4 separate regions of the Mus musculus genome follow, and regions 2, 3 and 4 are each linked to region 1. A link is a contact called in public Hi-C and promoter capture Hi-C data. All regions are on one chromosome and are shown on one strand. The core of a region is the stretch at or near the end of the contact, and the rest is flanking DNA. Distances in the headings are between cores, read along the strand shown. Region 1 holds the start of Acp5 (acid phosphatase 5, tartrate resistant). Region 2 holds the start of Rab3d (RAB3D, member RAS oncogene family). Region 3 holds the start of Rgl3 (ral guanine nucleotide dissociation stimulator-like 3). Region 4 holds the start of Epor (erythropoietin receptor).

Evidence for each region. Promoter capture Hi-C pulls out the DNA fragments that hold promoters and counts their contacts. A called contact is a pair of places that touch in the nucleus more often than the background predicts. Capture Hi-C pulls out chosen DNA fragments and counts their contacts.
Region 2: a Hi-C map of nephron progenitors shows a contact between it and region 1, with 3 times the contacts expected there. The contact joins the promoter of Rab3d here to the promoter of Acp5 in region 1. A contact is called at or near these places in 19 of 39 promoter capture datasets (3T3-L1-derived adipocytes, the C10 cell line, the HPC-7 cell line and 13 more), 5 of 484 Hi-C or Micro-C datasets (the G1E-ER4 cell line, cerebral cortex, epidermal suprabasal cells and 2 more), 11 of 115 datasets of contacts at active chromatin or transcription factors (bone marrow-derived macrophages, cardiomyocytes, embryonic forebrain and 7 more) and 4 of 9 other capture datasets (adipose tissue, embryonic stem cells, liver and 1 more).
Region 3: a promoter capture Hi-C map of pancreatic islet shows a contact between it and region 1. The contact joins the promoter of Rgl3 here to the promoter of Acp5 in region 1. A contact is called at or near these places in 20 of 39 promoter capture datasets (the 3T3-L1 cell line, the HPC-7 cell line, cancer-associated fibroblasts and 11 more), 7 of 15 datasets of contacts at CTCF or cohesin (CD8 T cells, the NIH/3T3 cell line, embryonic stem cells and 1 more), 146 of 484 Hi-C or Micro-C datasets (the 4T1 cell line, the 63-12 cell line, 8-cell embryo and 74 more), 21 of 115 datasets of contacts at active chromatin or transcription factors (CD8 T cells, DN3 thymocytes, acute myeloid leukemia and 7 more) and 3 of 9 other capture datasets (adipose tissue, liver and pancreatic islet).
Region 4: a promoter capture Hi-C map of embryonic stem cells shows a contact between it and region 1, with 4 times the contacts expected there. The contact joins the promoter of Epor here to the promoter of Acp5 in region 1. A contact is called at or near these places in 26 of 39 promoter capture datasets (the 3T3-L1 cell line, 3T3-L1-derived adipocytes, the HPC-7 cell line and 16 more), 7 of 15 datasets of contacts at CTCF or cohesin (CD8 T cells, the NIH/3T3 cell line, embryonic stem cells and 1 more), 146 of 484 Hi-C or Micro-C datasets (3T3-L1-derived adipocytes, the 63-12 cell line, the AML12 cell line and 68 more), 33 of 115 datasets of contacts at active chromatin or transcription factors (CD8 T cells, DN3 thymocytes, the NIH/3T3 cell line and 18 more) and 4 of 9 other capture datasets (adipose tissue, embryonic stem cells, liver and 1 more).

The regions. Positions count from the first base shown.
Region 1 is chr9:22,130,344-22,133,362 of GRCm38.p6, reverse strand. Acp5 (acid phosphatase 5, tartrate resistant) reads left to right here and starts at 1,498. Exons shown (of 5, transcript NM_001102404.1): 1 at 1,498-1,626.
Region 2 is chr9:21,916,915-21,919,614 of GRCm38.p6, reverse strand. It overlaps Rab3d (RAB3D, member RAS oncogene family), which reads left to right and starts at 1,432. Exons shown (of 5, transcript NM_001324531.1): 1 at 1,432-1,593.
Region 3 is chr9:21,988,062-21,990,947 of GRCm38.p6, reverse strand. It overlaps Rgl3 (ral guanine nucleotide dissociation stimulator-like 3), which reads left to right and starts at 1,495. Exons shown (of 19, transcript NM_023622.4): 1 at 1,495-1,583; 2 at 1,989-2,099; 3 at 2,673-2,886. The coding sequence starts at 1,551. It overlaps Ccdc151 (coiled-coil domain containing 151), which reads left to right. Exons shown (of 13, transcript NM_029939.3): 11 at 1-146; 12 at 467-551; 13 at 704-1,077. The coding sequence ends at 822. It overlaps Gm36414 (a long non-coding RNA gene), which reads right to left and starts at 1,452. Exons shown (of 2, transcript XR_379185.4): 1 at 1,309-1,452; 2 at 240-362.
Region 4 is chr9:21,962,137-21,964,927 of GRCm38.p6, reverse strand. It overlaps Epor (erythropoietin receptor), which reads left to right and starts at 1,352. Exons shown (of 8, transcript NM_010149.3): 1 at 1,352-1,611; 2 at 2,592-2,724. The coding sequence starts at 1,497.

The DNA of each region.
Region 1 (3,019 bases), core at 249-2,748:
GCAGGTGCCTTCGGAGGCCTGCAGAGGCATCAGTTGACCTGGAGCTGAAGTTACAGGCAGTTGTGAGCCTCCCCGCATGTGTCCTGGGAACCAAACCTGGTCCTCTGCAAGAGCAGTGTACAGTTATGAGTGCACTGGGCTATGTGAGAGATAACCACTGGAGCAGTGTACAGTTATGAGTGCACTGGGCATGTGAAAGATAGCAACCCCTGGGATTATGTTCTTTTTCTCAGGAATTCATTTTTTGGGGAAGTGTATTTTTTAGACAGGATCTCACACTTTAGCCCAGGCTGACCCAGTCCTCCCTATTTAGCCCAGTTGTCTCAAACTCACTCCAATCCTCCTGCCATTAACAGACATGATCTACCACACCAGGACTCTTTAAATCTTTATTACATTTATTTACTTACTTATTATTGGTAGGGCAACAACCCGGATGTGGAGGTCAGAGGACAACTTTTGGGAGCCGGTGCTCTCCTTCCGGAAACCTGATGGAACTCAGGCTCTCAAGTCTTGCCAGAAAGTGCCGCTCTGAGCCATCTCGAAGGCCCATCGCCAGACTTTATTCTTTGGGATTCCTTTGTTGTTCTGTTTAGGTTTTGTTTTGGTTTTAGAGACAGGGTTTCTCTGTGTAGCTGTGGATATCCTGGAACTTGCTATATAGATCAGGCCGCCTTTTAACTCAGAGATCTGCTTCCGCCTCTCGAGTGATGGGATTAAAGAAGTGAGTCCCATTCTGGCCCAGCTTTATTTTGTGGAATTCTAAGGACAACCTATTTATTTATGAATGAGACAGTCTCAGGTCTTGAACTTGCTATGGAGCTGAGATTTATCATGAACTCTTGACCCTCTGACCTCCACGGCCCAGGGTTACACTGCGCACCTGGTGTATACCGGCCTGCGTCTGTGACCTAGGGCTTCGTACGTGTTGGCACGCACTCTACCAACTGAGTCACACCCCAGCCTCCCTGCAAACCGGCAAAATTTCTTGTTTGAAATAACAGGAAAGACCTGCAGTGTGCGGAAGAGGATGGCTTTGCTCCGCCCCTCTGGGTCCCTCTCTGCCTAAATTCCTTCTCTCCCGATCAATCTTGAAGGCCTGTTTTACAGGTGGCTGTTATCTGGCACAGATAGCTCAGTCAAATCCCCTCCTCCGCCCCCCCGCGCGCCCCAAACCCACTGCTGGGATGGAACCCGAGCCGCTCTGGGGCCAAGCAAGCCCTCCACCGCTGACCTGCCACCAGCCTGGTATCTTCTCACCCATTTTAAAGACCGGGAGACCGAGCCTGGCTCAGTCCGGGGCTGGACCTCCCCTGCGCGGCCACCAGAGGCTGTGAGCACCCCAAAAGTCGAAGGCAGGTGGTATTGAAATCAGGTCCCGGGTCTCCCTTAACTCCTGGGACTCTGAACCTTGGAGGCGAGGCGCCAGGTAATGGCTGAGGCAGGATTGGGGCGGGGAAACCGAGGCACCCGCCCTCTGCAACTCTGGACTCTGTAGGGCAGGCAGGGAGCCGTGGGCGAAGGCTGGCCCGCGCCGCCTCTTCCCAACTCGTGCAGCCCGGAGCGACCCGCCGCGAATCCGCAGCTCAGTTGGGTAGCACAGCTTGTCCTGGACCCACCGCCAAGGTGAGACTCGCCCGCCAGGCCCTTGCTCTGCCTCCCACGGGGGAGGGGGTCTCTGTCTGTTGGGGCCACCCCACTTCCTTCCTGTTCGCCTCTACTGAGAGGTGCGAGTGGGGAATGCAAGGCAAACTCTTCGCTGGGTGACCTGGGGTGAGTCGCTGACCCTCTCTGAGCCTTTATGCAAAGCACGGAACGAGAGATTCCAGAATCCGAGCTTGCAGGGACCGGAGGGGTTGGTGGTGAGTGTTCAAGGAAGGAGTCTGGAAAGATTGGGCGGCTTGTGAAGTTAAGGAGGGAGGGGAGGAGGTGGGAAGCTGGCCACACCCACCACAGCGCTGGGCTCTGCGGTCGAAACAGCCTGCAGCTGACTGCTGTAGGTGCCAAGGTCAAAAGGCTACAGCCAGCCACGTGGTGTGTGCCTTCTGGAAGTTCCTTAGGCTGGAAACCGGGTGTGGGAAAGGCCATGGAAGAGTGTGGACAGAACTTCCTGGAAAAGGCAGTTATTGCTGCTGTTTATGATGGCGAGGGGGAACTCGGAGACAGTCCCACACTTAGATGACTCCAGATACACAATTTGCACTAGGACTTACAAAACACAGAGGAGACAGGGGGCTGTTACATGGGCGCCACAGAGGAATTATTTAGGCCTGTAATTCCAACACTTGGAAGTGGCTCATCTTTGGCTACCCAGGGAGGAAGTTAGGGATAGCCTGGGCTTCTTGAGACACTGTCTCAAAACAAAAACAAAAAAAAAAAAATAATTGGAGTGTATGTCACAGGCAAGCCACTGAGGTTCCCATGCTAGAGTCGAGACACCCACCCAGAAAAAGTGACAGCGAGTTACAGACAGCCAAGGGTGTGAAAACACAGACGTTCAGCCTAGAACAGCCTCAGTGCAGTGAACAGTCAAACTCGGGACCTACAGATGCCCAGTACACATTACCATCAGACCCTGGCTGACTGTGCTGGCTTCGAGAAACTTTTCACGGCTCAGTCTGGCCTGGGTGCCCCCGCCCCAGCCCCATTTCCAGTTCTGGGGAAGTCCAGTGCTCACATGACCCAAGGGGAGGGCTTCTGGACAATCCTCGGAGAAAATGCATCATCTTTCCCAATGATGCACTTCTGCCCCAGAGAATAAAGACTCGGTGATCACCGCTTTTGGTCCAGGAGCTTAACTGCCTCTTGCAGCCTCTCTGACCACCTGTGCTTCCTCCAGGGTAAGTGTCAGAGGAGCGAGGTGGAAGAGGCCTGTGGGGGCCACCTTCCCAGCTCCTCAGCTCCTTGCAGGCCCAATTGCTACTGGTGTGTCTGTGGAACTGACGGCTGTAGATGGCTAGGGTGTGTGTGTGTGTGTGTGTGTGTGTGTGTGTGTGTCTTAAGACCGGTCTTATGTCTT
Region 2 (2,700 bases), core at 183-2,682, 210 kb after region 1:
CTCTGTTTGATTTTTTACATTTATTTATTCTTTTGTTTATTGCATGTGGAGATCAGAGGACAACTTGTGGGAATTGGTTCTCCTTCTACTCTGTTGGTCCCTGAAACCCTCATATCAGGCTTAGTAGCAACTGAATTCGAAATCTTGCTGTGTGGACTCTGGCAAATATCTACTTTTCTTTGATCCTCAGTTTCCTTATTTATATATATGAATACACTGTAGCTGTCTTCAGGCACACCAGAAGAGGGCATCAGATCCCATCACAGATGGTTGTGAGCCACCATGTGGTTCCTGAGATTTGAACTCAGGACCTCTGGAAGAACAGTCAGTGCTCTTAACTGCTGAGCCATCTCTCCAGCCCCAGTTTCCTTATTTCTAAAACATGTTTTAACTCCAAGAGCCCTTAGGCATGTTGAACAGAAGAATCTAGCACCCTTTAGAGCCAGACTCCTCCCACGTGGAACGGGGATTATGCCTAGGATTCAGGCCAGCACTGGGGAGATAGAGTAACCACTCTCTATATAAGAAGCCTTGGGCTCCATCCCTAGCACCGTGTAAAGCAGCATGGCTTTGTACACCTTCAATCCCAGACCTTGGGAGGTGGAGCCAGGGGAATCAGTTCACATTTACTCTTGGTACTTAAGGAGTTTGAGGCAAGCCTGGAAAACAAACAAAAAAATTTTAATTTTTAGAATTTTAAATTTTATTTTACATGAGTGTTTTGTCTGCACCACGTGGGCTCTTGCAGTTTGATGAAGTAAGAAGGGTCAGGTCTCCTGGAACTGGAGTTATTAGACACCATGTGAGTCCTGAGACTCAAACTCATATCCTCAACAAGAACAAGTGATTTTAACCGCTGAGACATCTCTCCAGCCCCCAAAAGTAAAAGGAATAAAACTATGGTTACACTAATCTTGTTATGAACCACTCGACAGAGGGAAACATTGAGGTTGAGAGAGGTTAAATATGTCAGGAGTCACAGTCCTAGAAAGGGGAGATGGGAATAGAACTCAGCTGCTGAGGTTTTCCTGTTAACACAGAATGCATAGAAAATGTTTTCTACCTCTAGTTAGGAAAGAGAGGCTCTGATGGGACTTAATGCCTCTTCCCGCTCCTCTGGGCTCTAGCTCAGGACCACAGACTTGCACTCCCAGATCCCTACCACCCCTCTCCTACCATACTACCAGGTCCCATCCTCTCAACTCCCTGCCCACCTCTGACGCCTCTTGAGGTGGCCCCGCCCCTGCCAGACCCCACCTCCGCCTGCAAGGCTCGCCCACTCAGCTAGGACTTTTGTGGCGTCCAAGCCTCCGACAGGCCACGCCCATCTCCTGGCTCCGTTGGCGGCGCCCACACCCGTAAGACCACGCCCACCGCCGGGCGCCAACTCTCAAGGCGCCCCGCCCCTTCTAGGCCCCACCCGCTCACCTCGCCTAGTCTTCTGCGGCCTCGCCCCCTCCGCCTGGGCGGAGCCGGCGCGGGATCCGGGTGTCAGTGTTGGCAGCGCCGGCAGCTGTGGGGCGAGGGTCGCAGCCCTGTGCGGGGCCGTAGCAACTTCGTGGGCGGATCCTGGTGTGCAAGGCGGGACCCGAGGTGAGCCCAGGAGCGAGTGCACCTGCCAACCCGCTGATACGCGCGTGCACTATGACAGGGTTGAACTGGGGTCCGCGCGAGCCTGGGTCCCGCACCCCCTGTCAGTGCTGCTGGCTCTTCTGGGTTCCCCGCACCCGGCAAGCTCTGCGAACGGTGGCGGGGTGGGCGAGAAGCCCAGCTTGGGGCCGAGCGACGGCGCCATATGGTGATGGGGGAGGCACTTGCTGGTGCACGCAGTGCAGTGACTGTTCGGGTGCCAACCTTGAGGGCTAGGGGACCCCTAGATGGCCCAGAAGAGAAGCCGTGGTGGGGCGGGGGCCAGCCTGGAGGCCCTGCCCGACGGACGCCTCAAACCCGTTCTCCCGGAACACAGGGTGGGGTTGGCTGCGTTCTCCTTAGAAATGCACGGAGTAGAGAAACAGAAAACACCGAAGGCCATTGAGAAATACTTTTGCTTGGGCTTCGGAGAGCAGCTCTAAGCTAGACAGCTGGAGAAAGCAAAGTGGGGGCGGGGGTGGGGGAGAGCTTGGAAGAACACCCTAGATTTGGATAAAACAGAATGCTGGAGTGTGGGAAGATATAAACAGGAGGATATGGGGTGGTGGGTTTTGCAGTCATTAAGTGGCTAGGATAATTCTCTTGGATTTGATGACTTTCAGTCCTGTCTTTGTGGACCATGGCTGGGGTGAGTCAGCTTTGGCCAAGAGGGAGCCAGGCCCGGCCCCTTTGACAAATAAAATGGTAGATACCCACTTGGGAGCCTAACTGGGCCTTTAAACCTTATGTTATATATATAGAAATTACCCTCACCCTGGGAGACAGGGAAAGGGTTACAGTGGATTTGGAGAGGACAGGACAGCACCCCAGAGGCAAGCACCAGCTAAATTCAACATCCAAGCCTTGATGGAAGGGGCTCTGTCTAGCTGGCAGTCACACACACACCTACACACCTGGCCATACCAGCTGCTTGCACTGGGCAAAGTCCAGCTTGCAGCCCGTGCAACTTCCTCACCACCACGGCCCCCCAGCCCCAACTGGCCCTGAGTTTTCACCTGTTACCTGGTCCTGCACCTGAAGGGAGAAGATCTGAACCTTCCACTATAAAGG
Region 3 (2,886 bases), core at 246-2,745, 140 kb after region 1:
TATTGGCAGGAAAGAAGTTAGACCGGGACTCAGAGGACTACGCTTACAATCTGCTGGTAGTTGTCCAGGAAAAGCTGCTGAAACTGCAGGACCAACTGGAGAGCCAGGACGTGCCTGAGTTGCTGCGACACATAGCAGACCGAGAGGTTCACACACATCCTCCGCGGCCAGTGGGGACCAAGGCAGGGGGTGGGGGTGGGGGTGGGGGAGGGAGGGTCGAAAATCAGAGAGCAGACTGACATAGGAAACAGGTGCTGAATGGGCGTGAGCTTCATAACCAGAGTAGCGAAGCCTGGACTGGGTGGATCTCAGGTGGCAGGGCCTCCGAAACCAGGCAGCGAAGGGTGGGCAGTGATCTCCACCTAGAATCCGGTAGAAACTCAATGTAAGGTGCACGGAGGTGGAACAGAGCCTCACTGCCATCCCACATCTCTCTCCGGCCTCCCCCTACCCCCCCCCCCCGCAGTTCCTGGCCACGCTAGAAGGAAAGCTGCCCCTATACAACACCCGCATCCTTCTGCCCGTCGCCAGTGTCAAGGACAAGTTCTTTGGTCAGTGTGGGCCAAAGGGGGATGAATGGGAGGGGCGCGAGGTGGCCTTAAGTCAAGGCCAAGGAGGAGGTGCATGGTGTGGCGAAGGCTGGGAAGGGAAAAAGAAACGGTCCCTCACCCTCCCCATCACCCACCCCTGCCTCTCTCTGTAGATGAAGAGGAGAGTGAGGATGATGACCGTGATGTGGTGACCCGCGCTGCCTTCAAGCTCCGTTCCCAGAAGTTAATCGAAGCCCGCAGCAAGAAGCGCAATAGGTTGCGCAGATCTTAGACTCGCAGTCAAGTCCTATCGGATGCCTCCGGGACTCTAGGGAGCCCTCCGACCCTCTGGGTCCACCTACGGGTGGTGTGTGTCTGGGAGCCCCGGAGGCTCCTTCAAGGGCTTGGAGGAAGCTCAAGCAGGGAGCACCGCAGGCCAGCAGCGCCCGGAGGAGAGAAAAGGCCGAGCCAGAAGTTCCCACAGTAAATCTCTCGAGGCGGGTTGGTGCCCGCCTCGGAATCGCGCAATAAAGGTCACTGAACAACCCCCTGGGTATTCACCTCTTTTTGACCCTGCACCGCCCCCAAAAGGCTGCCCCCACAAAATGCAGGGCCACAGACACTTCGCGGCTTCTAGCCTGAGATGGCATGGCTTCCATCACCTATGGTACAGATTCAGTGTGCCCTCCTTCTCCTCCAGACATAGGAGACACCCTCGACACCTGGGATTGATCAACCCCAACCTAGTATAAAGCACTTCCCTCCCAGGGACACAGACCTGTTGTCGTGTCCCCTGCACCCATATGTCTGAGTGACAGATTGACCCGCACTTCTGGGAAGGAACGGGACTTCTAGGCTAGCCTGGGTGCGGGGATGGGGTCCGGCTGGGGACCTCTGGAATTGTGGGACCGCCTTGCCCAGCCCCGCCCCACGACTGGACGCTCGGCTGCCCCGCCCCACTGCCCGCTGGCCCTTCCGCTTCACTCAGCGGCGCCAGGGAGCAGGACGGGCACCGGGGCCATGGAGAGGACAGCGGGCAAAGAGCTGGCCCTGGTAAGAGGAAGCTGGGGATCCTCGGACCCCACGTCCCTAGTGTACCCCCAGATTCAGAAACTCCAGGCGACCGCCCCTCGTTTTCTAATCTTTCTGCAAAATGGATGTGCCTTGGAGTCCCCATTTGGGGATTCAGAGTTCCTGACCCCGTGAAGCGGCTAGTTTGGGGGATGGGGACGGGGGTCTGAGGAATCTCAGGAGGAGGTGACAGATTCTTTGTGACATTGGACTCTGGGATATCCCCAAATGATACTCCATCCACTCAAGACCTGGGAGAAGGGTATCCGTGGCGAAGACCTGGGATCCCACCCCGAGTCTTGAATACTCTGTTCGGGAAAGTGGGCCAAACATAAAGGCAGGGGGCTGAAGCCGGAGGGACTTCCCTGAGCCCGCCTCCACATCCAGGCGCCGCTGCAGGACTGGGGCGAGGAGACCGAGGATGGCGCCGTGTACAGCGTCTCCCTGCGGCGGCAGCGCAGCCAGCGCTCGACCCCAGAGAGGTCTGGAGAAGGCCAGGTGAGGAAGGGACTGAGGCGAGCAAGTGAGGGCGGACTCAGCTCAGGGGCCTGGGAGTTGGGAGGAGAGGGGGAAGCTGGAGAGCTGAGGGTGAGCCTCCCTAGAACTACGGGGCCAGGAGGAAGGGCGGAGCTAAGAGGCGACCAGGTGTGTGGAAAGGGCCTGGGGGCGGCCAGGTGACTTGGTTTGAATCCAGGAAACGGGGTGGGGCCAGGTGATAGCGCTCCCCCCAAAGGCGAAACTGACCGGCAGGGTGCAGGAAAGCAGAACGGAGGAGCGGCCAGGTGGTGATGGGTGGGACTCAGGCTTGGCCAGTGAAGCTTGGCTGCAAAACTGCCTGAAGCCTGGGGTGGCGGGGTGAGGAGGGCACAGAGGGAAGTGCTAGAGTAGTGGGGTGTCCTGCGGGGTTGATGTGAGCATTGCATGATTGGTGTATATTTAGGGAGTCTCGGAGTTTCAGAAAAGGACACAGTCACACCCCCCCAAAAAAAGTGCCAGAGATGGGTATAATTGGAAACAAGGTGCTTGGAACGCTCCTCACCTTATTTCATTCACTGCCCCACTCCCCCGCAGACCCCCATCCCGGCTACCGACACCTTCCTTCATTACCGAACCAGCAAGGTGCGGGCGCTGAGGGCCGCCCGACTGGAGCGGCTGGTGCATGAGTTGGTGTCCGGAGACCGCGAGCAGGATCCTGGCTTCGTGCCTGCCTTCCTGGCCACCCACCGGGCCTTTGTACCCACAGCCCGCGTTTTGGGTTTTCTGCTACCCCCGCCACCGCCGCCGC
Region 4 (2,791 bases), core at 103-2,602, 170 kb after region 1:
GTATGTATGTATCCATGCATCTACCCATGTATGTATGTATGTACGTACTATGTACTTATGTATGTATATGTATGCATCCACCTATCTCTGTATTTGGGGGGTTCTGGGGATAAACCCAGGGTTTTCCACCTGCTAGGCAAGTGCTGTACCACTACCCGCCATTCAACTTTGTTTTTTTTATTTTTAAGTATAGAAAGCACAGGTCTGGGGCTGGTGAGATGGCTCAGGGGTAAGAGCACCCGACTGCTCTTCCAAAGGTCCGAAGTTCAAATCCCAGCAACCACATGGTAGCTTACAACCACCTGTAACAGAGATCTGATGCCCTCTTCTGGTGCGTCTGAAGACAGCTACAGTGTACTTACATATAATAAATAAATAAGTCTTAAAAAAAAAAAGAAAAGAAAGAAAGCACAGGTCTGTGATCTGAGCACTCAGAAGCTTGGGTCAGGAGGATTGCCACAGTTCCAAGACGGCCTGGGCTATTTAGTGACATCCTGCATGGAAGAAAGCAAGCAATACTGGAGCTGTAGAGTTGGCAGAGCCCTTGCTCAGTAAGGTGAAGCTCTGGGTTCCAGTCCCAGCACCACATAGGTGGTGCATGCCTGTCATCCCAACACCCAGGAAGTGAAAGCAGGAGGACCAGGAGTCTAACATCATCCTTAGTTATTCAGGGAGCTTGATGTCAGCTTGGGATACACTGTCTCCAAAACAATCAGGGCTGGTGAGACGGATGGCTCAGGTGAGCTGGCTCAGCTGGTCAAAGATTTTTCTGCCAATACTGAAGACCTCAGCTTAATACCAGGAGCACAAGGCAGGAGAGAGCTGACTCCCCAAGTTGTTCTGTGCTGTCCACAAGCATCCTGCTGCATTTGTGCATGCACACACATGCACACACACACAAATGTAATTTTAAAAATAGTAAATATTTCATATTCCCAAATCCGTGTAATTCATAAACAGAAAACACCATAGCACGTGTCTGTCACGCTACACAGCCTGATTCCACTCACACACCCAGTTGCTAGTTGTCTTTAGGATTCTTATTTTGAACTGAGCTGGGGAAGAGATACTGGCTGGAGCGAGAGCCTCTCTTCCATCTGTGGCCTGCCGGCTGCACAGCAGGCTGGATTCACAGATGCCCGGACTAGACCTAGACGGTGAAACAACATAAGTCACTTGTCCGTGACCACATTAGCAAAGCCACCCGAAACAAAACTCTGCTGTCTGCCCCACCCCCTACACTGGTTTAGGCAGTGGCTGTGCCCAAGAAGGCCCCTGTTCCCTTGGTGGCTGTAGCTTATCTGTCCCCAGCCTGCAAGCTGGCCCCGCCCCCTGGAAGGAGCTGCCACTTAGAAGCTCCTGGTCAGCTGTGTCCGGCAGCTGCTGCTGACCCAGCTGTGGACTAGGGGAAAGGGGAAAGAGGAAAGGGAAGGAGAGGTGGGGGGGACGAAACAGGGGCGCTGGAGCCCTGAGCTTCCTGAAGCTAGGGCTGCATCATGGACAAACTCAGGGTGCCCCTCTGGCCTCGGGTAGGCCCCCTCTGTCTCCTACTTGCTGGGGCAGCCTGGGCACCTTCACCCAGCCTCCCGGACCCCAAGTTTGAGAGCAAAGGTAAGAACTGTACATGGGCAATGCTGTGGTCTGAATTCCCAGCCCGAGTCCCAGGGGCTAAATGTCCCCTGAACCTCCAGATGGGGTCCTAGGGGCCAAACTGGTGTCTGAACTCGATGAGGCATCTCAGAGTCTCCTCGCCCTGGAGTGATGCTCAGGGCAGAGGCTTAAGATTGGTTGGTTTGTTTGTTTGTTTGTTTGTTTGTTTGTTTGTTTGAAGCAGGATCTCGCTAGACATTCCAGGATGTCCTGGAATTGCTAGGATGAAAGGCATGTGTCACTCGCCTGTACTGTTTCTGGTTTTGAGGCGGCGTCTGTGTAGCCAAAGCTGCCCTCAGACTCATTATGTAATTGAGGTTGAGCTTGAATTCCTGATTCTCCTGCCTCCACCTCCAGTTGCTGGGATGACCTGCAAGAGCCAACACATTCGGCTCTGTTTCGTGTTTTGAGGGAGTCTGGGATATGGTAGAAATGGCAAGGGTAAGGTAGTGCTAGGTCCGCTCTCCTGGGGGAGGGGATCGAGCTCCCAGAGACTGTGAAACAGACCCGCTGCAGACTGTAAACTCAGTTTGGCGGGCGGATGGTGCTAGGTCCTTTGGACGGCTTGCTAGGAGGAGGAAGGGGGCGGGGGACACGGTTGGCGCTATCGGGGGACAGCCGGGTGCCTGCGGGAACCGATAGGAGGCCGAGTTCTCTGCGCTCACACACACCCGCTAGGGCGGGGCGAACAGCGCTCAACTTGCAGGGTGAGTGGGCGTGCGCACGGAGGAGTAGAACAAGGCAGGCGGGGTCGCTACTCTTGGGAGTTCTGAGGCGCCACTTTTGCAAGACCCCTCGAAGGCCCTTTTGGAGAAGAGGGCGGGGCACTAAAATTATCGGATCTGCACAGGCGACAAGAGGGAGGGTAAGGGCACCGTGGAAGGCAGACCTGGGCTTCCCTGATCTCCCCCTCCCCCCGCCATGGCTATCCCCTTTTCTAGCGGCCCTGCTGGCATCCCGGGGCTCCGAAGAACTTCTGTGCTTCACCCAACGCTTGGAAGACTTGGTGTGTTTCTGGGAGGAAGCGGCGAGCTCCGGGATGGACTTCAACTACAGCTTCTCATACCAGCTCGAGTGAGTCCTCAGGACTGGGTGGCCTTAGGAGGGGTGGGTAGAGCAGAGCTTCCTGGATGGGCCTGGA